Linked DNA regions of Mus musculus: all the other regions are linked to region 1. Evidence: chromatin contacts called from public Micro-C and promoter capture Hi-C data. All regions are on one chromosome and are shown on one strand. The core of a region is the stretch at or near the end of the contact, and the rest is flanking DNA. Distances in the headings are between cores, read along the strand shown.

Evidence for each region. Promoter capture Hi-C pulls out the DNA fragments that hold promoters and counts their contacts. Hi-C and Micro-C count contacts between places; a contact is called where the count stands out from the background.
Region 2: a contact with region 1 is called in a promoter capture Hi-C map of pre-B cells, with 2.7 times the contacts expected there. The contact joins the promoter of Znrf1 here to the promoter of Phlpp2 in region 1. A contact is called at or near these places in 3 of 39 promoter capture datasets (hippocampal neurons, liver and pre-B cells).
Region 3: a promoter capture Hi-C map of liver shows a contact between it and region 1, with 3 times the contacts expected there. The contact joins the promoter of Rfwd3 here to the promoter of Phlpp2 in region 1. A contact is called at or near these places in 3 of 39 promoter capture datasets (erythroid cells, liver and pre-B cells).
Region 4: a Micro-C map of embryonic stem cells shows a contact between it and region 1, with 6 times the contacts expected there. The contact joins the promoter of 9430091E24Rik here to the promoter of Phlpp2 in region 1. A contact is called at or near these places in 1 of 39 promoter capture datasets (hippocampal neurons) and 2 of 484 Hi-C or Micro-C datasets (embryonic stem cells and olfactory sensory neurons).
Region 5: a contact with region 1 is called in a promoter capture Hi-C map of pre-B cells, with 3 times the contacts expected there. The contact joins the promoter of Pdpr here to the promoter of Phlpp2 in region 1. A contact is called at or near these places in 2 of 39 promoter capture datasets (erythroid cells and pre-B cells) and 1 of 115 datasets of contacts at active chromatin or transcription factors (astrocytes).
Region 6: a promoter capture Hi-C map of liver shows a contact between it and region 1, with 2.5 times the contacts expected there. The contact joins the promoter of Exosc6 here to the promoter of Phlpp2 in region 1.
Region 7: a contact with region 1 is called in a promoter capture Hi-C map of hippocampal neurons, with 2.3 times the contacts expected there. The contact joins the promoter of St3gal2 here to the promoter of Phlpp2 in region 1.

The regions. Positions count from the first base shown.
Region 1 is chr8:109,866,891-109,870,076 of GRCm38.p6, forward strand. It overlaps Phlpp2 (PH domain and leucine rich repeat protein phosphatase 2), which reads left to right and starts at 1,713. Exons shown (of 19, transcript NM_001122594.2): 1 at 1,713-1,827. The coding sequence starts at 1,729. It overlaps Gm17344 (a long non-coding RNA gene), which reads right to left and starts at 1,640. Exons shown (of 4, transcript XR_003947453.1): 1 at 1,406-1,640.
Region 2 is chr8:111,534,928-111,538,113 of GRCm38.p6, forward strand. It overlaps Znrf1 (zinc and ring finger 1), which reads left to right and starts at 1,713. Exons shown (of 4, transcript NM_133206.4): 1 at 1,713-2,637. The coding sequence starts at 2,214.
Region 3 is chr8:111,298,503-111,301,688 of GRCm38.p6, forward strand. Rfwd3 (ring finger and WD repeat domain 3) reads right to left here and starts at 1,720. Exons shown (of 13, transcript NM_146218.4): 1 at 1,633-1,720. The coding sequence starts at 1,678.
Region 4 is chr8:111,144,029-111,147,214 of GRCm38.p6, forward strand. It overlaps 9430091E24Rik (RIKEN cDNA 9430091E24 gene), which reads right to left and starts at 1,470. Exons shown (of 3, transcript NR_040364.1): 1 at 1,376-1,470.
Region 5 is chr8:111,093,243-111,096,428 of GRCm38.p6, forward strand. Pdpr (pyruvate dehydrogenase phosphatase regulatory subunit) reads left to right here and starts at 1,503. Exons shown (of 18, transcript NM_198308.1): 1 at 1,503-1,584.
Region 6 is chr8:111,054,656-111,057,841 of GRCm38.p6, forward strand. It overlaps Exosc6 (exosome component 6), which reads left to right and starts at 1,684. Exons shown (of 1, transcript NM_028274.4): 1 at 1,684-3,009. The coding sequence starts at 1,716. The coding sequence ends at 2,537. It overlaps Aars (alanyl-tRNA synthetase), which reads left to right. Exons shown (of 21, transcript NM_146217.4): 21 at 364-914. The coding sequence ends at 549.
Region 7 is chr8:110,918,410-110,921,595 of GRCm38.p6, forward strand. It overlaps St3gal2 (ST3 beta-galactoside alpha-2,3-sialyltransferase 2), which reads left to right and starts at 1,456. Exons shown (of 7, transcript NM_009179.3): 1 at 1,456-1,696.

The sequences.
Region 1 (3,186 bases), core at 463-2,962:
CCAGGTCTATCTCGAATGCTGTTGCTTTTAAGCCTACAGTTAAAATACTCCAGACAAGTAGTTGCACAGGCCAAACTGAAGCAATGGGTAATAAGTGACCCTTTGCCCGGTTATCTTAGAAGTTGTTTTGCTTTTTAATCCCTTACAAGTTGGCTGAATATTCAACACATACATAAGAGAGGAAGCCCTAAAAATGAAGAGATCTAGAAGGCTTCTTACAAAATGTAGGAGCAGTTTAATGCTAATCACCTTTTGGGAAACCTAGAATTTCAGAATTACAGTGGCTACTATGAATCTTTAATATGAGTTAGGCTCTTTGTTCTGTCCAATCCACCTTGATAATGGCCAGGCAGATGTTAATCTAGTTCATTCACTCCTTAAGAACCAACGCAAGGGTCTAGAGAGATGGCTTAGTGGTTCAGAGCACTGGCTGCTCTTCCAGAGAACCCAGGGTCAACTCCCAGAGTTCACCTGTCAATTTACAACCATCTATAACTCCAGGTCCAGAGGATCCGACACTGTCTTCTGGCCTCTATCATCAGTCATACACGTGTTGTGTTGCATAGACTTAATACCCATAACAACACGGAAGACCCACCTGAAGCTGGGCATAGTGGTGCACATCTGCACTGGGGAGGTGGAGACAGGAGACTCTAAAAGTTCAGGGCCAGCTTTGGCTATATAGTGAGTTCGGGTCTGCCTGGGCTATGTGTAATTTTCTGTCTCAAAAAAAAAAAAAATCCGAAAGAATTAGATCAAGTAATTTGTACATGTATAGAATGTATAGATCTAATAATGAGTATAATTAACGGGGTGTGGTGACCCACGCCTTTAATCCCAGCACTTGGGAGGCAGAGGCAGGCGGATTTCTGAATTCGAGGCCAGCCTGGTCTACAAAGTGAGTTCCCGGACAGCCAAGGCTACATAGAGAAACCCTGTCTCGAAAAACCAAAAGAAAAAAAAAAAAAAAAGAGTACAATTGAGATTTGGAATTGGAATTAGGCAGACTTATAATTTGGCCCACTAACCACAAAACTATCTTTCACTCCAGGAACAAAAAGAGTCAGCTTTTAAAATAGGTGAATTAAGACTTGCAAAATAGAAAGCGGGCTTACACACCATGTTACTGGTTGAGTGGTTGAGGACGAGAAAGGAAATCTGATACTTTGATTACAGGAAAAGGACACTGAACTGTGCCTGGAAAGCTTAGTGTACTTGAGGTGGTTTGATGAAGAAGGTCGCCAGCTATCCCTAAGAGGTGAGTATAAGCAACAGTTCTTTCACCCCCAGTGGGTGCCAGGGGACAAGACACATTTGGGAGCAGGAAGCGTCTTGGATGGAGAATTCCAGCGCCGCCCATGGTGGAGGGTTGTATCTTGTCTATTTTAACAGGTGCAGGCCTTACCTGTCACTTCCTCTGGCCGCTTCTTGGAGGATCCAGAAAGTACCAAATTGCTCTCCCTGCGCCCTGGTCCTAGGAGCTCAGGGTGGAGCGCAGCAGAGGCTTACTCCGCCTGCAGTGGCGCCAGCCTCCCACAATTCTACTCCGGCCTCGCCAGGCTGACGACTACGCAGGTCCAGCGGGTCGGGGAGGGACCGAAGGGGGCGGAGCGTCTTGGTTAGGGGCGGGGTCTAGGCGGAGGGGCGAGGCCTCCCGCTGCTCGCGCGCGCCTCCGAGGCTCGCGCTGTCGCGCCGGGCCGGGCGTCTCTGTAAATCCTTGGCCGCCAATGGGGGAGGTGGAGCCCGTGCCCGCGGGCCCGCTGGAGCCCCCGGAGCCACCTGAAGCGGCGGCGCCTCGCCGGCCCGGAGGGATTCGGGTCCTAAAGGTGAGACGGCAGGGAGAGGGAGGAAGCAAGAGGGCTGTGGCCGCCTTCGCTAAGCTGCCCGAGGCGGCGGGCGCCCCCCGCCCTGCGTCCCTGGGCCGCTTGCACTTGGCCGGGCCGCCGCGGGCCTGCTGTGGGGCCTCCGGGCCGCGCCCCCGCCCTGGCCTCCGCCGCCCTGGTCCCCGGCGCTGTCCATCCCTGACCGCCGCCCGGCAGGCCCACGCCTTCGGGCAGCCGCTGCCCCCACCTTCCTTCCTCCCCGCATCCCCGGGACCTCAGTCTCCTCGCTGGGCCTAGCCCGGGGCCCCGGGACGGATTCCGGGGGGCTCCGAGGGCCGGCCGCGCCTGGCGGGAGTCAGGCGGCGAGTACGCAGGACTCGGCGGACACCTGAAGACATCACCCCAGCTGGAGGATGGCGGCGGCGATTGGCCAGGCGCCGCGGTGTGCGCGGGCTGCGCCGGCGGGAGCGGCCACGCTGCCCTCGGGACTGGCTGCGGGAGTTCCGAACCGGCTCTCGGCTCCAAGACGCAACACCCCGCGCTTCCCGCTCGGGGGACAGTCCCGGAGGATCTGCTGCCTGTGGACCTGCTGGGCGTGTTGCAGGGTTTGGGGGGCGGGGGTGGGAGAGCAGAGCCCGAAGGGGCACTCCTGCTTGGCTGACAATCCGGGGAGAAGGCAGTGGGGGAGCCGTTATGCAACAGGCAGCTAAGCGGGGCTTTTTGGTAGAATCAGGGGAGTAGGAGGATAGGAAAACAGATGCAGGGGAAAGGGGAGTGGAGCCTTGAAGGTGAGTGATGACAAGAAGTTTCTATGCAGGAAGAATGCAGAAGGTGAGCTGAGGTGAGGTCAGCAGAGATGGCTAAAAGGTGGCTAACTGGGTGGAGTTCTCTACTAACCTCTGAAATAGTGCAGAGACATTTTTTTCTGTAGGTTCAGTATATAAACGAACTGGAATAGTGGAATGGAATTCCTCTAGAGTTCTAGAAGAGCAATTGGCAGGATTTAAAACTTGCCAAAGAAGGGGAAGAAAATTAAGATTTAATGTGTTTCGAAACCAGTCTGCCAAACATCGAAGATACTTAATGTTAAAAGCAAACCTTAAGTAATTAAATGAGATTGTTGTTGAGTAATATTTCCTTTTATTAAGATTATTAGTAAAGTAGCACAAAGATGGAAGCAGCAGAAAAATTTATTTGTTGTACTTAGTGAATTCATAAAACCAATACTCAGTAGACTGAAATTTTATTTTCTGGCACCTCCCAGTGTTAATGCATAGTTTACTTTAGACTAACTTCATAACTGTTACCTACACTGTTACCTACACTGGAATTTACTCAAGCATAAATCGAAGTGTAATTACT
Region 2 (3,186 bases), core at 463-2,962, 1.7 Mb after region 1:
ACCACATAGGTGCTTGGGATGAACCTGGGGCCTCTCTAAGAACAAACGCTCTTAACCCCTGTGCCAACTCTCCAGCCCCTAGATACACACACGCAATTTGGTTTTTTGTAACAGAGTTTCTGTGTGGCCTTAGCTGTACTGGAACTTGGTTTGTAGACCAGGCTGGCATGGAATTCAGAGATTGTCCTGCCTCTACCTCTCGAGTGGTGGGATTAAGGTGAGCACCACAGCCATGAAAATTTTTGCATTGGCTTTTCTTTTTCTTTTCTTTTCTTTTCTTTTTTTTTTCGAGACAGGGTTTCTCTGTATAGCCTTGGCTGTCCTGGAACTCACTCTGTAGACCAGGCTGGCCTCGAACTCAGAAATCCTCCTGTCTCTGCCTCCCAAGTGCTGGGATTAAAGGCATAGGCCACCACTGCCCAGCTTGTTCGAAGCTTTTAGCTCACCCCCAGCACTCTGTGCTTGCAAACAACCATCTTTCTGTGGCCTTCCAGGCTAGTCACACTGGAAGAGACAAGTCTATTAGCCCCTTTAAATCTCCCTCCAATTCCATTTTCGGAAGCACGGAGCCCACTTGACAGAGTGACAAGAGAAGGTCAGGTTAGTGACTGGGTGATGCTTACGGTGCTCAGAGCTGAGCACTTGAAAAATTATTTGCTCAAAGAATAAGCAAAGTGAAAATATGAGAAAGACTGGGACTGACCTGGCAAGGTGAGTCTCTGTTGCAAAATGCAATTTGGTCAACAAATATTTATTGAGTACTGTGCCCTTGCCTTGTGGCTCTATGTCAAAATATGGCTCTATGTCAAAATACATGATAAACAAAACAGCAATCGGCCTTGGGCAAGGAGTTTCTAAAACAGCTTTCCCGCTGCATGGTTCTTACTTTTTTTTTTTTTTTAATCCACCTATTGATTTTGAGGATTATATTCTAGCCTAAGGAATCGATTCAGACCCAAATAGTTGGTTCTGATCTAACGACAGCAAAGTCTAGGCGCCACTGGGGCACTGTTGTATCTCCTAACAGCTAATCCCAAATGTGTTTGGGTCCAAGCTGATTCCCTCCTCCCCCCCCCCCCCCGCCCCCCATGCTAAACTTCCTAAGGTTGGCTGGGGTCCTTGGATGGAGAACCTCCAAACGAATGGACAGCATATCCACCAGAGGGTGCTGTGAGGGCAGGTCTGTGGCGGGAGGGGAGCTCCCCCAGTGACCCTTCAAACCCAGGTAGGCTTTATTAGTTGGTTTTTCTTTCTTCTCGGTGTTTCCTTCCTACCCGCTAAAACCGTCGTTACCCCTCCCCCCACTCAGGGTCTCGTTTTGAAGACATTGATTCGACTTTCGCCGCGACTCCAGCAGAGCTGTGATCCAGAGGAAGTCTGACCTCTGTCGCAGACGCCCGGCGGCTGGAGACGTCCTGTCCCTGGACCGCCCGGGGCGCAGGCGGTAGGTGGGTGGGGACCTCCAAGGCCGCAGCTCGCTGCTGCGCCGCAGGGGCCGCGAAGGGGTTAACCCGGCGGGGGGGGGGGTGCGGGAGGAGGGAGGGGGCGCGGGCCGCGCGTGCGCTCTGCCGCCCTCCATTGTCTCCACGGCGGCGAGGAGCGCCGGCGAGCGCAGCCCGGGACGGAGCGGGGCGGTGCGGCTGGCTGGCGGGGCCGGCGGCGGCTGGAGCCGGAGCGCGACGCCACGCGACCGCGGCTTCCAGAGCTCCGCCTGGCTGCCCCACCGCCGCGAGCCCTCCCGAAGCCTGGAGGAGTGAGGGCCGCCGGCGCGGGCTGAGGAGTCCTGAGACGGGGGACGCGAACGGCGCGGCGCCCGGAGCCTCCGCCGCTTCCTGCTGCGGGCGAGCGGCCTCCTCCGGCTCCTCCCTCCCTTCGCTGCGGCTCCTTAGGCTCCGGAGCCCGGGGGCGGCCTGTGGCGCGAGGCGCCGGCTCTGGACCGCGCTTCTTCGGACCTTAAGGGGAACATGCATTCGGCTTGGACAGTTTGAAATTCTTAGTTTGGGGTCCCCGCTCGCTTGCTTTTTCCACCCCGCGGATTTTTTTTGAGGATTCCCCCCCTCACCTTTTTTCATTTTTCTCCCCTCGGGGCTCTTTTGTGACTCTCCCCAACCCCAACCCTCCGCCTTTATGTTCGCCCAGACCTCCACCCGCTTCTGAGTAGTGGGGGAGGGTTTCAGCCTCCACGTTCCCGCCCCACCGGGGCCCCGGCGAACATGGGGGGCAAGCAGAGCACGGCGGCCCGCTCTCGGGGCCCCTTCCCGGGGGTCTCTACGGATGACAGCGCCGTGCCGCCGCCGGGAGGGGCGCCCCACTTTGGGCACTACCGGACGGGCGGCGGGGCGATGGGGCTGCGCAGCCGCTCGGTCAGCTCGGTGGCGGGCATGGGCATGGACCCCAGCACGGCCGGAGGGGTGCCCTTTAGTCTCTACACCCCCGCCTCCCGCGGGACCGGCGACTCCGAGAGGGCGCCGGGCGGCGGAGGGTCCACGTCGGACTCCACCTATGCCCACGGCAATGGTTACCAAGAGACCGGCGGCGGTCACCATAGAGACGGGATGCTGTACCTGGGCTCCCGAGCCTCGCTGGCGGATGCTCTACCTCTGCACATCGCACCCAGGTGGTTCAGCTCGCACAGTGGTGAGTCCGCGGGTGACGGAGGCCTTGAAGGGTGGAGTGCAAGGGAGGGCGCGCCGGGGCGCCCGAAACCTCTTAATGTGCTAAGGTATGGGTATGAAGCTAACTCCTGCCCTTCCCCTGGTTCCTTCCATGTCAGAGGATGAATAGGATCAAATAAGATAACTACTGCCTAGGGGGAAAGCTGCCTACTAGGCGTGTGGAGCCGGGTACCTTAGGACTGCAGGCATGTGTTCACTTGTGGATGGCTGAGTGAAACCTGCCTATTGAGGTCGCATTTATTAGCGTCATGATCCTCAAAGGTCTTCTTGTCTGAGACTCTTCATTTCTGCCGCTGCAGCATGGTACCTACCTTTCTGGTTAAGGAGGTAGTGTCTCCTAAACAAAGAGTGAGAAAAGAAATAAAACTAGGGGCGAGTGATTCTTGGATTAGGGTTCTTATTCTCGCTAGGAAAGGGAGGTGGTTTGTTTTTCCACCCGACTGGTTTGCTGTATCAATTGTTTAAAATGGAACAGGAGGCTGGCTTAGACAGGTGTGGTCTGCTATGTGGA
Region 3 (3,186 bases), core at 470-2,969, 1.4 Mb after region 1:
TTTTAAAAAGATTTATTTATTTTATGAATATGAGTACACTATTGCTGTCTTCAGACACACCAGAAGAAGGGCATCAGATCTCATTAGGGTGGTTGTGAGCCACCATGTGGTTGCTGGGATTTGAACTCAGGACCTTTGGAAGAGCAGTTAGTGGCTCTTAACCACTGAGCCATCTCTCCAGCCCTTAAGAAATAAATTTAATTAACTAAAAAATAAAGTCTAAGATTCATTAGACCTGAGTAATAAATGCAGGTTTTTTTTCTTATTCTAATTTTTAGCACTGTTCAGTATTTTAAAATAAAACTTCCTTCCATGGCATGTCTAGAGAGCAACCAGTTCTGATTTCAACTAGAAGGTAACAGCAGTGAAGTTCACACAGCATCCATTGACTGTCACTGCTGGTGCTAAATAATACTGATCGTGTCTTCCACTTCTCAAAAACACAAGGAAAAAAAGTCCAAAATGATAAACCAAAAGCTACAATCAAGAATATACCAGGAGCTGTTCACTACTAAAACTCTAGCAGACTTCTAGAAAAGAATCTTATCAATTTTAAATTTTTATGCAAAAAAGGTGATAGGCTTTAAAAATTAAGCTCTTCACTACTCAAAAATATGTGAACTGATGCTTTTAATATGGCTCTAAAGTTTAACGACATCCTCACAAGAATTATCTTTTAAAAATAGCTCCCCCCCCCCATACTCCTTGCATATTTCCTCAAAACTGTAATTCCATCATTAGAGAGAGAGAGGAGGATTGCCTCAAGTTTGAGAGCAGTCCGGATTCCAGAGGGGGACTGTCACAAATAAGCATGCCTAAGTTAGGTCTAGATGCACTTAACTGTCCTCTCTGAACAGTGCTTCTTACAGGCTGCTATTTAAAGTTTACAATTTAGTTCCTCAATCACACACACACACACACACACACACACATCCAAAAACAAAACACGTTCCCCAAATCCTGGGCTCGTGCTCGTATGAGCCCCTTCTTTAAGTGACACAAACGCTAGTCCGATGGCCCCGAAAAGTCAGCGGCCCTCAGACCGTGAACTCCACCTCTGCCCCCCACCCTTGCTAAGCTTTGGTTTCGATAAACACAGAAGGCGGGAGCGACGGCTGCCCCAATAAACAGGTCGCCGGGAGCCCGCGGGGATTCAGTCAGACCCGGGTTCGTATCCAGGCTCGCCCTGTTAGTAGCTGCGGAACCAAAGTTAAGTTTCCTAACCTGTCTGCCCACGCCCGCCTCCCCGCAGGAAGAGGAGAATGAAAATATCCTTCGGTCGCAGTTCCGCTGCGGTGATAAAAGTTAAAACAGCGAGCGACAAGGGTCAAAGAGTCAGTCACCGGGGCTCGACCCGCGCGGGAAGCACCCGGAGAACGACTCCGTGGAGGGTCCGCAATCGGTGCGAGCCGAGCCCCGTCTCAGCTCCTCCCGAGCTCTCCCCCACCCCCCATTCCTCAGGAAAGGAGGAGGAAGAAGGTCGAGGTCCTCAGGCCGGACCGAAGGAGACCGCCGAGCTCCCAGCGCGCCCTCCGCCCACCTCGCTGGGCCCCGTGAGCAGCCGCAGAGCAAGGGACCACCACCCGCATCCAGAGGCCCCCAGGGCGGAGAAGAAGCAGGGAGCAGCCTCACCTGAGGGGACCAAGTCGGACGCCTGGCCGACCGCGACTTCGGCCATCGTTACCGCGCATCCCCTACTGCGCACCCGCTCCGCCCGCGCCCAGCAGCTCTTCTGGACCCTGAGGCGCCCCCGCTGGAGCCGCGGCTCGGCGAGCTCCTATTGGCCAGCCACTGCGGACGGCGACCAATCTCTTCTCTTCTTCTTCCGTCGGTCGCCGCCAGCTGAAATAGTGGCGCCCTCATTGGTCAGCCTTTGATACATTTCTGGGCGAGAACCTCCGGCCAAGGCGCCTCCTGCAATTGGTAGTCGTGCGGAGTCCGCCATCTCGCGCCCCTTCCTTTGAACTGTTCGGCGGGAAGAAGCCCTGAGGAAGAGAGTTGGTTTTTTTTTTTTTTTTTTTCCCCTTCCTCTTCTACTGAGAGTGAAAAATGTTAAAAGTGGCCGGGCGGTGATGGCTCACGCCTTTAATCTCAGGGAGGCAGAGGCCAGCCTGGTCTACAAAGTGAGTTCCAGGACAGCCAGGGCTATACAGAGAAACCCTGTCTCGAAAAACCAAAAAAAGAAAAGAAAATAAAGAAAGAAAGAAAATGTTAAAAGTGACTTCCCGGGGGCTGGGGAGATGGCTCAGTGGTTAAGAGCACTGACTGCTCTTTCAGAGGTTCTGAGTTCAAGTCCCAGCAACCACATGGTGGCTCACAACCACCTGTAATGGGATCAGATGCCCTCTTCTGGTGTGTCTGAAGACAGCAACAGTGTACTCATATACATAAAATAAATAAATAATTCTTTAAAAGTGACTTCCCCTGCTTCTTCCTAAGGTTTTATTAAAGAGTTTATCGATGATTTTAAAAGTTTGTCCCCAGAGTTCCAGAGCCTGTAGAGTCTCTCATTGGGTTGAGCAACTTGTCCGCAATGGTCGGAAAAAAAAATTTTTTTTTTAAATCTTGCACAATGTCTTCAACTTGAAAACTACTATGATAAATGGCTTGGAAATATAAATTGTCACGTAAGATTTTCCAAACATGTTTCTGAAGAAGGAAATCTTACTTAAAGGTCTTTAAACAAACAAACAAACAAACAAACAACCCAAAAGCCCTCTTCACAGTGCTGAGGGGATGGCTCAGTGGTTAACATCACTGTAATGCTCTTCCAAAAGTCCTGAGTTCAATTCCCAGGAACATGGTGGTTCACAAACATCAGTGGGATCTGGTGCCCTCTACTGGTGTGTCTGAGGACAGCAACCGTGTACTCATATACAGAAAATAAGTAAGTGCTGGGAACGGAGCCTGGGGACTAGCAGCCAGTTTTCTACCTGTGAGCCACTTCTTCAGTTCCCCGTGTACCGACAGTTATCCTTTCCCTTTTCTTGCTATCAGAACAAGCTGCTGCTGGTGTCCCGAGTGGCTAAAATAAGGAGAAAGGATTTTTGTTTGTTTGTTTGTTTGTTTGTTTTTCGATACAGGGTTTCTCTGTATAGCCCTGGCTGCCTTGGAACTCACTTTGTAGACCAGGCTGGCCTCGAACTCAGAAATCTGCCTGCCTCTGCCTCCCGAGTGCGGGGATTA
Region 4 (3,186 bases), core at 220-2,719, 1.3 Mb after region 1:
CAGAGTTTCTTCTGTTTGGCTTTAACCACAGATGGGTTGCTGGTCAAAAAGACAGGTGGACGGCCACACTCCCCCACACAACAGAACCCCACAGGACACTTGCTTACCAACCGAAGGCCTGTGTGGTGACTCTCTGCCTTCCAGGTAAACCAGGGTTACTAGTGAGACTCTATGTTAAAATGGATGGATGGATGAACGAATGGGGAAGGAAGGACAGAACCTGCTGGACATTGTGACCCAACTGGTCCAGACTGCAGATTTTCCTTTTATTTATTTACTGTATATGAGTACACTGTTTTCATGCACACCGTTAAGAGGGTATCCCATTACAGATGGCTGTGAGCCACCATGTGGTTGCTGGGAATTGAACTCAGAACCTCTGGAAGTGCTCTTAATCACTGAGTCATCTCTCCAGCCCGACTGCAGATTTTTATTTTTTCAACAGGTGCATTAGGAGGTATCAAGAGAGTTTCAGAGCCGGGCGTGGTGGCGCACGCCTTTAATCCTAGCACTTGGGAGACAGAGGCAGGCGGATTTTTGAGTTCAAGGCCAGCCTGGTCTACAAAGTGAGTTCCAGGACAGCCAGGGCTGTACAGAGAAACCCTGTCTCAAAAAACCAAAAAAAAAGAAAAAAAAAGAAAAAAAAAAGAGAGCTTCAGAGAGTTGGGCCCACAAAAATGGCTAGCGGGTAAAAGTCAAAAAACCTGGGTACTTGACTGATCGGCTAGGAACGATCCCTGGATTCATCTGGAGGAGAGAAACGCATCCCCAATTTCTCTACTGACCTCTACCTTACACACAAACAAAGCCAGTAAATATTAAAAATATGAAGTTAGTTTTTTAAAGTGATGCAAATCCCTGTGGCTTTCAAAGTTGACCTCTGGCCTTGCTCCCTGCCAGCGGCCCTCGCCCACCCACGGACATCATGCAAAGTAGGCTTGGAGACCGTGGATCACACACAACTGTCACCCACCGGAAACCCCACGGCCCTGACTAGGTCTCTGACAGGAGTCGGTGAAGCACAGCCGAGCCGCACATTACAAGGTGGGAAACTATTCCACCTGCAGAGACGCGGGGCCACCTCTGGCCGTGACAGCAGTGCGCGCGCGCCCGCCCGAGCCGCAGCCCGCCCCGAGGCCCGGTCGGCCGCCCTGGGAGAGCCGGCGCGCAGTCCCGGGGCGGCCGGCGCGGCTCCCCGAGGCCCGCACAGCTCCACTGGCTCAATCCCGGCGCCCGACCGGTGGCACCGCCTCAGAGACCCGGAGGGACGGCCGGGAGCCGGAGCCCAAAGCTCGGACGCCAGGGGCGTGCGGGGCGCAAGAGTTCGCGGGACCAGAAGGCCGCCCGGACCCGCGGGTCCCAGCCGGCTTCCTACCTCAGGGGCCCGCATCTCGCGGGCAGCGCGCTCAGCAACGCCCGGCGGAAGTGAAGGGCAGCCCAGCCGCTGAAGAGGGTCTGCGCCGGCCGGAAAGGGGGCCAGGGCATGGGGACGGGGCGGGACGCGGAGCGCAGAGTTCCGGGACCGCGGGGGCCTGCGACCTTCCGCGCTTTACGGCCCGCGGCAAGGGTAAGGCGGGCGCGCGCGCCGACGCGCCGTGACGTCACCGCGGCGGGCCGGCCCGCACGTGCGCTTGTTTGGGTCTCGCCAGGCCCCGCCCCTCCCGCTCCGCCTCCGCCTGGATGACGGCGAGTGTGCAGGGAGCGGCCACCGCCCTCCGTCCCCGCTCCGGGTCTCCCGCCGGCCTCCGTGTGTCGGCAGTTCGGGTGATCGTCTGCCGCCAGGCCTGAGCTCCGATCCTGCGCGAGGGGTCCGCAGCCCAGAACCCGTGGCCGCCTCCGCCTCCGCCTCTGCCTGGATGGCGACGAGAGTGAGGAGAGCCGCCACCGGCCTCAGGCCGGCCTCCGTGTGTGCCTAGAGCCCGGGCATCGGATCCGGGCCAGAGCCTCGACCCAGTGTGGGCAGTTAGGGTGACCGTCTGCCGCCAGGCAAAATGGAATACTTTTATGTGTAGCTGTCTGGTCAGCTTGTGTCAGCAAGTCTGTGTCTAACATACATGCAGTGCCCGAGAAGGCCAAGAATGTCACATCCCCTAGAACCAGAGTTAGACATGATTGTTAGAAGCCATGTGGGTGCTAGGAATCACATGTGTGTCTTTGGGAAGAATAGTCAATAAGTCCTCTTAATCACTGATCCATTTTCCAGCCCCAAAAATAATGTTTTAAGTAAAAGAAATATAGTAGTCCCAACCCCTCCGGGGCTGAGATAGGCGGCTGGCTTGAGCCCATTTGTTTAACCTGGACAACATAAAAATAAACATAAAAGGACACACACAGATATTTCCAGGCTTTGTAAAATGTTCTAAAACTACATTATTGTGATGGTTGTTTAATTCATAAGTTTACAAATTATGGGCTTAAAATGACTGGAGTCCTGGGGTTGGTTCCCAGCACTGCCCACACCCAGCGTGATGTCACTCACAGAGGTGCAGGCAGCAGGATCTCAGACTGTGGGCATTTCCTTTGGCAAATCTCTGTCTCCAAAAATATTTACAATTCATAACAATTATGAACTAACATTGAAAATTAATTTTTGGTTGGGGGTCACTACAAGTTGAGGAACTGTAGTAAAGGGTCACAGCGTTAGGAAGGTTGAGACCCGCGCTCTACATTATCCTTGGCTATGTAGGGAGTTAGGGGTTAGCCTGAGCTAAGTGAGACCCTTTTTGGTTTGTTTTCTTTTTTTGAGACAGTTTCTCTGTGTGGCCCTATTACTCCCTCTGTATTCCATGTTGGCCTTGAGCTCAGAGAGCTGTCTGTTTCTGGCCCCTGAGTGCTAGCATTAAAGGCATGTGTCACCACCTCAGGGTAGACCCTGTCTTTGAGTGAAAAGATAAGGGAATATATGGGGGCCAGGATAGAACATTAGATTCATGTCAAAAAATCAAGGAACCAAAGCCAGCTGTAGTAACCCATGACCGAGGAGCTGGAGTCCAGGAGAATCATCTTATAAAAGAAGCTGTATGGGCTGGGCATGGTGGCCAATGCCTTTAATCCCAGCACTTGGAGGCAGAGGCAGGTGGATTTCGAGTTCAAGGCCAGCCTGGACTACAGAGCAAGTTCTAGGGCAGCCAGAGCTATTCAGACCCTGTCTCAAACTTTGACAATCAGAATCTGTCACCAGCAGAC
Region 5 (3,186 bases), core at 253-2,752, 1.2 Mb after region 1:
AAAACTTAACCAAAAATGTGAAAGGATTCATCTACTAGGGGCTTCCAAATGTCTTGAGCTTAATGTTTCAGGAGAACAAGGGCAACTGAATGTGTGGTGAAGCAAGCCACTTGGGAGGTGGAGGCAGGAGGACCAGGAGCTAAGTCATCCTCTGTACCTATTTGAATCCAGCCTAGACTGAGACTTTGCCTATAAAAACATACACATAAATAAATAAATAAATAAATAAAACAAATAGACTTTTTTTTGGTTGTTTTTGTTTTGTTTTTTTGAGACAGGGTTTCTCTGTGTGGCCCTGGCTGTCCTGGAACTCACTCTGTAGAATAGGCTGGCCTCGAACTCAGAAATCCATCTTCCTTTGCCTTTCAAGTGCTGGGTTTAATGGCGTGTGCCACCACTGCCCAGCTACAAATAAACTTAAATAAAACAAATAAACTAAAAAAAAAAAAAAAAAAAAGGAACCGGGTAGAGTTGAGTCTTACTGTCAGTTCTCATCTGGGCAGTCTTGGAGAAATTCATGGCTAGTGAGTTGGGTATAAACTAAGCAAGCTGGGGAATGAATGACATCATGAAAAGGAGATTCTTGAAGCCTTCTTGTTCCTAGTCAGAGCGCTCAAGACAGCACCAAGGTACACAGCCTAGCAATAATGTTCAAGACTAGCTCATAAGACAAGATAGGCTAAACTAAAGCACACCATTTCGCTTGCTGCTTGTGCGAAGGATGATTGGATGGTGTGCGCCAGGCGCGGGGTGAAGGTGTTGAGAAGCTGCACCTGAGTAAGGTTAGGTCCTCAAGATATCTGAGGGCCACGTCTACACCAGTGTAGAGACACATATATTTAATCTAGTAACGAGTGCTGTGAAAGAAACTAGGGGATGTGGCTGAGAGTTGGGGGCGGGGGTGGGGGGATGGAAGGCAGAAGATGTTTCTGAGGCTCCAGTGAACAATGCTTTCCCTCTGGGCAGCCGCAAGGAGTAAGATGGGAAATAAGGTCAGCTGATTCGGCCTCCAAGGTGCGGCCAGGCCCACAGTACAACTTCTGCCCAAGCCAAGCACTGAAAGGCCTTAAGCGACGTGCAGGGACGGACAACGGTGACCACGGGCAGAGAGATGTGGTTCTGGGCTGCGGACCCCTCGCGCAGGATCGGAGCTCAGGCCTGGCGGCAGACGATCACCCGAACTGCCCACACACCGAGGCCGGCGGGAGACCCGGAGCGGGGACGGAGGACGTTGGCAGGTCCCCGCACACTCGTCGTCAACCAGGCGGAGGCGGAGGCGGAGGCGGAGGTGGCGCGGGAGGGGCGGGGCCTGGCGAGACCCAAACAAGCGCACGTGCGGGCCGGTCCGCCGCGGTGACGTCACGGCGCGTCGGCGCGCGCGCCCGCCTTACCCTTGCCGCGGGCCGTAAAGCGCGGAAGGTCGCAGGCCCCCCGCGGTCCCGGAACTCTGCGCTCCGCGTCCCGCCCCGTCCCCATGCCCTGGCCCCCTTTCCGGCCGGCGCAGACCCTCTTCAGCGGCTGGGCTGCCCTTCACTTCCGCCGGGCGTTGCTGAGCGCGCTGCCCGCGAGTCGCGGGCCCGTGAGGTAGGAAGCCGGCTAGGACCCGCGGGTCCGGGCGGCCTTCTGGTCCCGCGAACTCTTGCGCCCCGCACGCCCCTGGCGTCCGAGCTTTGGGCTCCGGCTCCCGGCCGTCCCTCCGGGTCTCTGAGGCGGTGCCACCGGTCGGGCGCCGGGATTGAGCCAGTGGAGCTGCGCGGGCCTCGGGGAGCCGCGCCCGCCGTCCCGGGACTGCGCGCCGGCTCTCCCAGGGCGGCGGACCGGGCCTCGGGGCGGGCTGCGGCTCGGGCGGGCGCGCGCGCACTGCTGTCACGGCCAGAGGTGGCCCCGCGTCTCTGCAGGTGGAATGGTTTCCCACCTTGTAATGTGCGGCTCGGCTGTGCTTCACCGACTCCTGTCAGAGACCTAGTCAGGGCCGTGGGGTTTCCAGTGGGTGACTTGGGGTGACAGTTGTGTGTGATCCCGAGGTGCGAGTCCACGGTCTCCAAGCCTACTTCGAACATTTATGCAATCTTGATTTGTAGGGATGATGATGTGGTAGAGGGTCTAGTTATAAAGACGTCCTTTAAGGATCCTCTTTTTTTTTTTTTTTTTTTTTTTTTTGGTTTTTCGAGACAGGGTTTCTCTGTATAGCCCTGGCTGTCCTGGAACTCACTGTGTAGACCAAGCTGGCCTCGAACTCAGAAATCCACCTGCCTCTGCCTCCCAAGTGCTGGGATTAAAGGCGTGCGCCACCACGTCCGGCCCAAGGGTCCTCTTTTTGGCGTCAGGGACGTGTATAATTTTTCTTAAATTCTCTCAGCCAACGGTGCATTTGTTGAAAATTACAGCATCCTGAACTTGCATGATCAAACTGTTCAGAGGGTCATTCTGTTGCTTGTAAACTTGCCCTGGTGATTCCTCCGAGTTATGTGTGGGAGATGCGTCAATGTACATTCAGCCTTCATTCTTTGTGACCTGTGGCTCATGCTGTTACCAGAGGAAGCATTCAGGAGTTGTTAGAACTGTCCCTGTGACTGCCTTTTAAAGACAGAGTCTTGCTCTGTGGCCCCAGCTCACCTGGAACCTGGGCATTTCTCCTGTTTCAGTATCCAGTGTGGTGGGAATTTCAGGTGTGAGCACTGCTCCAGGATTGAGCTTGTTGGTGTAGGATCCGAGCACAATCAGTCTGGGTCTTAAGGCTGTTTAGAAGTTACTCTTACTAGTAGAGATACCGTTAATTTTCACGAATTTCAAGAAAATGCAAAACTTCCTGACCTTTCCTTTGAATGAGTTTGCAGTCTTCAGTGTCTGTTTTCCTGGCTCTACCTCCTTTTCCTGTGAAACTTGCTTGCTTTTACTGCCAGACCCCTTCATCACATTTTATTTTATGAGTGTTTTGCCTATGTGTACGTTTGTGCACCATGTCCACGCTTGATGTCCACAAAAGTCAAGGCATTGGATTCACTGGAACTGAAGTTAAAGATTGTTACCTCCTTGTGGGAGTTGGGAATCAAACCCAGGCCCTGTGCAAGAACAGTAACGTTCTTAACCACTGAGACATCTCTCTAGCCCTCCCTTCCTGGTATACTTCAGTCTTTTCTGCCCTCATCTCTTCACTCTTGAAGGTCATGATGATCACAGAGTCAA
Region 6 (3,186 bases), core at 434-2,933, 1.2 Mb after region 1:
TGCAAACCCGTATGCCAGTGGGAAACCCTGCCTGTGGCTCCTCAAGGAGGGCTTCTTCACAGCATTTGCCAAGACTGTTTGTGTGCACGCAGTCCTCACTAGAAACTGTTGATCTGTCTATCATTTGTCGCCTCCTGCGGCACCTTTACCCCTCGGGCTTTCTTTTGGTGAAAGACTTCACTCCTGGCTAATGCCTGGCTTTGCTCTCTGTCCTCACTTTGGCAGTAGCCATAGCTGCTCTCCTGTGCCAGCTATAGTGTTAGTCTGTGGTAGCATCACACATGATACAAATGGATGTTGGGGGCGCCTGCCATTCCCCCCTCAATCCCATTCTGACTACCATTTTCCCCTCCTATCTCCTAGAATGCAGCCAACCGGGGACTGAAAGCCAGCGAGTGGGTCCAGCAGGTTTCAGGCCTGATGGATGGTAAAGGCGGTGGCAAGGACATGTCCGCCCAGGCCACAGGCAAGAACGTGGGCTGCCTTCAGGAAGCACTGCAGCTGGCTACCTCCTTTGCCCAGCTCCGTCTGGGAGATGTGAAGAACTGATGGGAGGGAAGCCCTCTCGGGAAAGCAACTCGCCATCAACCAGACATGTCCGAAGGCGGGAATTCAGCCAGGAGCTCTCCTCCCGCCACGAAGACATTGGAGTCATGGGACCTCTCAGCAGCCCTGTCCGTCCTGATCCAGCGGTAATGGGAACACGCCTGGAGCTGTCCTGTGATTCATTGCCCCCCTCCATTACTGCTCTGAGCCCATTCATGTCAGCACCATCTGTCTAAAATCACTACCCAGGAATGCTTTTTAACGTCATGATCACATCTAGATGAGGTCACTCTGCCAGCCTGAGGCTTTAGGTCTGCAGAGGAAGGAAGCCTTTTCTCTGCAGAAAATAAAAAGGACCATGTGCAATACTTGGTGATGTCATGCGCTCTGCTTCTTGTCCTGAGGTGAGCCCTGGCTCCTGTATATCTGTTACGGTTCCAGCCTGTTTCTGGTTGATGGTATCACCGAATAGACTCCCAGACTCCTGAAAGTTCAGGAAATTCAATAGAAGGGTGGAGGAAAATAATTCTGAGTTGCTTCCAGTGGAGAACCACTGTTCTTAGTCTCTTAGGACAACCTCCACCATGCCTGTCCACATGCCTGTTTGAGGCTGCTGATATGAGGTCAGACAACTGATATAGGCAGTATGAACATGTAGGTGTGTCCTACTAACTGCCCCACCCCTACTGCTTTAACCTAAAGTAGGTTCAAGACCCTGGCCCAGCCCTAAAATGCAATTTGTATGAATCTACAAACAGCAGGGTCTGGAAGCAGAGATACTGTCTGCTTATGACAGTTCCTCAGAGTGTTAGAAATATCTAGTTGTACAAAGAGAGATACCGTCCATTTATTAAACAAGTGTTGAAGCAGCCAGAGGACTAATTGCACGAGTAAACAAAAACCTCTCACCTTGGGCAAGCTTATGTGAAACAGTCTGAATGCAAACTTCTAGGAATAACAACAGATCCGTTCCTTAGGACTAGCTAAAGTACCAGCATAGGAGTCCAGCTATACCTCGCCGTTCTTCCTCCACTCCGCTAGGTGGCAGCGCGCACACCTACCGCTCTCCCGATAGGCTCTGCGCGGGCGCGCATCTTTAAGCGAGCGGAAGAGCCGGGTGCGCAAGGGCAGCCCAGCAGGCGGAAGTAGCTCGCACGCCGGTAGCCGCCATGCCGGGAGACCATCGCCGCATCCGCGGGCCGGAGGAGTCTCAGCCGCCGCAGCTGTACGCGGCCGAAGACGACGAGACGCCCGCTGCTCGCGACCCGACGCGGCTCCGCCCGGTGTACGCGCGCGCCGGGCTGCTGAGCCAGGCCAAGGGCTCCGCCTACCTGGAGGCGGGCGGGACCAAGGTGCTGTGCGCCGTGTCCGGTCCGCGGCAGGCCGAGGGCGGCGAGCGCGGCAGCGGCCCTGCGGGAGCGGGCGGGGAAGCTCCCGCTGCCCTCCGGGGTCGCCTGCTCTGCGATTTCCGCCGCGCTCCCTTCTCCGGTCGCCGGCGTCGCGCGCCCCAGGGCGGCGGCGGGGAGGATCGCGAGCTGGGACTGGCGCTACAGGAGGCTCTGGAGCCCGCCGTGCGCCTGGGGCGCTACCCGCGTGCTCAGCTCGAGGTGTCGGCGCTGCTGCTGGAGGACGGCGGCTGTGCGCTGGCCGCGGCGCTCACCGCGGCCGCGCTCGCCCTGGCCGACGCGGGAGTGGAGATGTACGATCTGGTGGTGGGCTGCGGCCTGAGCCTCACCCCGGGACCCTCCCCGACCTGGCTGCTGGACCCCACGCGGCTGGAGGAGGAGCACTCCGCGGCCGGTCTCACGGTGGCCCTCATGCCTGTGCTCAATCAGGTGGCCGGGTTACTGGGCAGTGGGGAAGGCGGGCAGACTGAGAGTTGGACCGATGCTGTGCGCCTGGGCCTGGAGGGCTGCCAGCGCCTCTACCCAGTGCTGCAGCAGTGTTTGGTGCGGGCTGCCCGCCGGAGGGGTGCCGCCGCCCCACCCTGATTGGAAAAAACCGGAGCGACGAGGATTCGAGGACTGCTATCGCCCTTCTCTCCCTAAAGGACCAAGCGCTGATGGTCGCCTGACTCCGCAGAGCTGAGAAACGAAGAGTGGGGCAGTTGGGCGCACAGAACCAAAGCACTGGACAGCTCTGTTGGAAAGGTTTAAAAGGCCGTTGGAAACACGATCCAGTTGGAGAGATTTGAAAGCAGCCATACTCCCAAGTTGGAAAGGACTTGGGCTGGATTTACCTAGTAAATGAGATAAGGGGCTATGGTCTTGTAGGAGATGGACCCAGTGCAGGCCAGCCATTGGCTCCAATACATAATAAACTGATTCTTTTGAGAGGATGGACCAGGGGACTTTGCCTTCTCACTACTCAGAGTAAAACATAAAAACTATTTTATGACTGGAAATACATCTGTTGTGTTTTTTCTTGATACTAGAGTTAGAAACAATGCTGTTCTGAACTGGGTGTGTGTTGAGTCTGTGTTTTCAAGGGCTCCGAGTCATTACTGCCTTAAGTGTTCATATTAGCCCACTGTAACTAAGAAGGGGTGATGTGCTTTGTAGGAGAAACCTCGTGCCCTGGAGCATTGTCTGGGGCAGCTGCTGAGGTGATAAGTCTGAGGAGACTCCAGGACAGCCAGGG
Region 7 (3,186 bases), core at 206-2,705, 1.1 Mb after region 1:
TCAGATGCAATCGCATTAGAGTCTCTTTATTTAAGCTTGAGCTCCCCCCCCCCCCCTGTCTCTTACCAACGCTGACACAGTAGGAAAGTGGAGCCCTGAACCTAGTTTCAGGCAAGCATTTTTAGAGGCAAGAAGTGGGTCTCTAGTCTGGTACACATCTGATTGGGGGGGGCGGGGGAGGGACGACGGGCGGAATGATGGCCTTTAATGCTGGAAGTCAAACCATAAACTTAACTTCTGCTTTCCTCCTGATTGGTGGTTGTTAGAAAGTGAAGTGCCAGGGGGCGGGCTTGTAACCTGGGGGGTGCAGATTTGTTGGGGAGTAACCTGGAAACCGGTGCTAGGTACTGGTCTGTTAGTTTACTCGAGTTCAATCTTAGGTCAGGCTTTCTGTGATGGAGTCTGAACCCAAAAGATTCATTGCAGGGTGTGATGGCTCAGTGTCCATAATAACAACCCTCAGGAGGCTAAGGCAAGAGAATCCATCATGGATTCCAGGCGGGCCTGCCTGGCTTACAAAGGGAATTTACGACTACCTTGGGTTACATAATAAGAGAAAGAACGAACACACTTAAAATTCTAGGGTCCCAGAACTAATGAACCAGAAGTCGTTTGAGTATCATTGGTCAGTCAGAGACATTTGGAGACTGAATGTGTCATCAATTAGGAACTTCCTAATGGTTTTGGAGCTTGGTTTGAAAGTTGAGGAAAGGATTGCCTAACACTGATGTGGATAAATATTTAAAATGTGTGCATGTTACCCTAGAGAATAGGCATCTAAGAGTCAGAAGTCTGAAGTCAAGAGATGCCCTAATGGATAAAGGCTGTAGGGTGCCTACAAGCAAGACAGTTTGCAATGTGAGGTGCCCAGTCACATAGTGGCAAACCCTATTTCCACATCGCTGCTGGTGCCCCTCTTTTCAACAGCCTGGACCTAGTGCCCTCACTGCAGTTGCAGCTTGCTGGGCCAGGGCATGAACCCAGCTGGCTCAGGTCGTGGCTCTTGGCAAGAGCAAGTACAAACAGTTCCCTTGAGCTGGGCTTGGCCGCAGTTGATCACAGTCCTGTGTGAGAGGCATCCTCAGCTTACTCGCATCCTTTGATGAACCAGGTACCAAAGCCCGGCTGGGGTACCGCAGACTGCACCTCCCAGGCTTCAGCAGCCCAGAGTCGCGTGGCTGTGAAACTGAAGAATACGCCCCTTAGTGCTGTGCCTTAACCCTCTAAATCCGGACAGAACTACAAAGACCATGAGCCCAGATATGGGAGTGCATTGCTTTCTGGGAGCAATAGTCCTATATGCAGAGCGATGCTGGCGGGTCCTGCCAGGCTGGACTACATATCCCAGCATGCCTGAGCGAGTGGTGGTGGGGGAACAGGAGGGAGGGGAGAGCCCCGGAGGATGTGAATGGGGAGGGGGCACCCGCCCCCTTCCCCCACCCTTCCCTTTAGCTTGGGTAGGGGTGGGGGGAGGGGCCGGGCTGAGCTGCAGCCGCGGCGCTCCGGGAGGGCAGGGCCAGGCAAGGGCGGGACTGGCCCGAGGCTGGCGGACTGGAGAGCGGTGAAGCTAACGGGTCCAGGCGCGGGAGGCGGCGGCGGCGGCGGCGGCGGCGGCAGCGGCGGCAGCTCTCTGCACGGGCGGAGGCGGCGGCAGGAGCGGCAAGCATGGCCCGCGCGGCGCCCAGCGCAGACTGAGGTGCGCGGGCGGGATGAGAGAGGGCGGGATGCGGGGCTCCCCGGGCCCCGTGCTGCCCCTACCGTCTTCTGTGCGGGCAGCGGGCTTGGCCCAGAGGCCCAGATCCAGCGGGTCCAGCCCAGCAACTTCCCTCGGGTCTGGGCGCCGTGTGGGCGGGGGTCCGATTGCCTTGGCCTCGATCGGGATCCCCGTCTTCTGCTTCTGCATATCTAACCACTCCCAGTCTTTCAGGCACTCCTGTAACACTCCTTGCTGGCAGCCCCCAGCCTCAGCCTTTGGAGTTCTCTGTCCTCGTCCACACTTCCACACCCCAGGTGTTGGTACTTCCAGCCCTAGGGCGCTTGGGAACCTGCTCCATCCGGAATCCCCTGCCCCACTTCTCCTGGTCACAAGCTGTCTGCACCATCTTCACTTCTTTCCTCTACCCTTCGGCCTTTCCCCCACCTGGCACTGACCCCTAGCCACACTCTGTGGCCTAGTTCTCTCTAATAAGACCTGACAGCTTGATCCCCTTCCTACTTTGGAAAAACTGAGGCATGAACCCACCGGAAACTTGGTCATGGTGTGCCCGTCCTCTCTGGACGCTGGCCTGAGCACTGTCCCTTGTCCCTCTTGTTCCTTCCATCCTTTGCCATATAAGACACGTTACTTCCCTCCAGTCATGCCCCTGTGACTGAATCAAACTTCCCAGCCCCATATACAGCTCCAGTGTTCCCTGTTTAGTTCTTCCACTACTTCTGTTGTCCCTGCTTTGCACAGCCCTCCACCTGGAAAGGAGTCTCAGTCCTTTTGCTGCTCGTTCAAGTTAGCCTTTCTGCTTCTCTCTTGCCAACTGCATCCATCTCCTCCCATGTTGCCTCTTGTTTTTCATCTGTGTACTAAGAATAATTCAGGGACCCCTGGGACCCCTGGGAAGTAGTCAGTCATTCCTTGTCAGTAACCCATACTCCTGTCTACAAATGTCTAGAAACTGTTTGGCCATCCCGTCCTCATGCTTGGTGGGCTCAGAAGTGTGGGTTGGAAGGGACCGTTTACCTCTATGAAGATGGTGACATTGAAGGACTCTGGTCATCATTCTAAGCTAATCTGACTCCTGCTGCTAACTTTGGAGGAGGGTTGCCCCTTCTGGGGGATGGTGTGGGGGATGCCTGCCTGAGTGCTTTGTGGAAGAAGGTACGGTGCCTACAGGCGGTGATCTCTTGTTTAGTTGTGGTGATTCTGAGTTGAAGAGGGATGGAGGGTACACAGACTTGACTGCATAATTCAGTTTTTGTTTGTTTGCTTTCTGTTTGTCTTCCTTCAGCCGGATTTTCCTTTGGGTCACACTTTCTTCCCCTGTCTCCCAGTCTCCCAGTGGGGAAGGGAGGGAGGGAAACCCTGTGAGCCATCCAGGAAGGAGGAGATTCTTCAGAAGTTTGTAAGGGTCCTGAGTGAGCAGTCTTGATCTGAACCAGATGGTTGTCTGCTTCCACGAGGTCCCGCCCATGCTC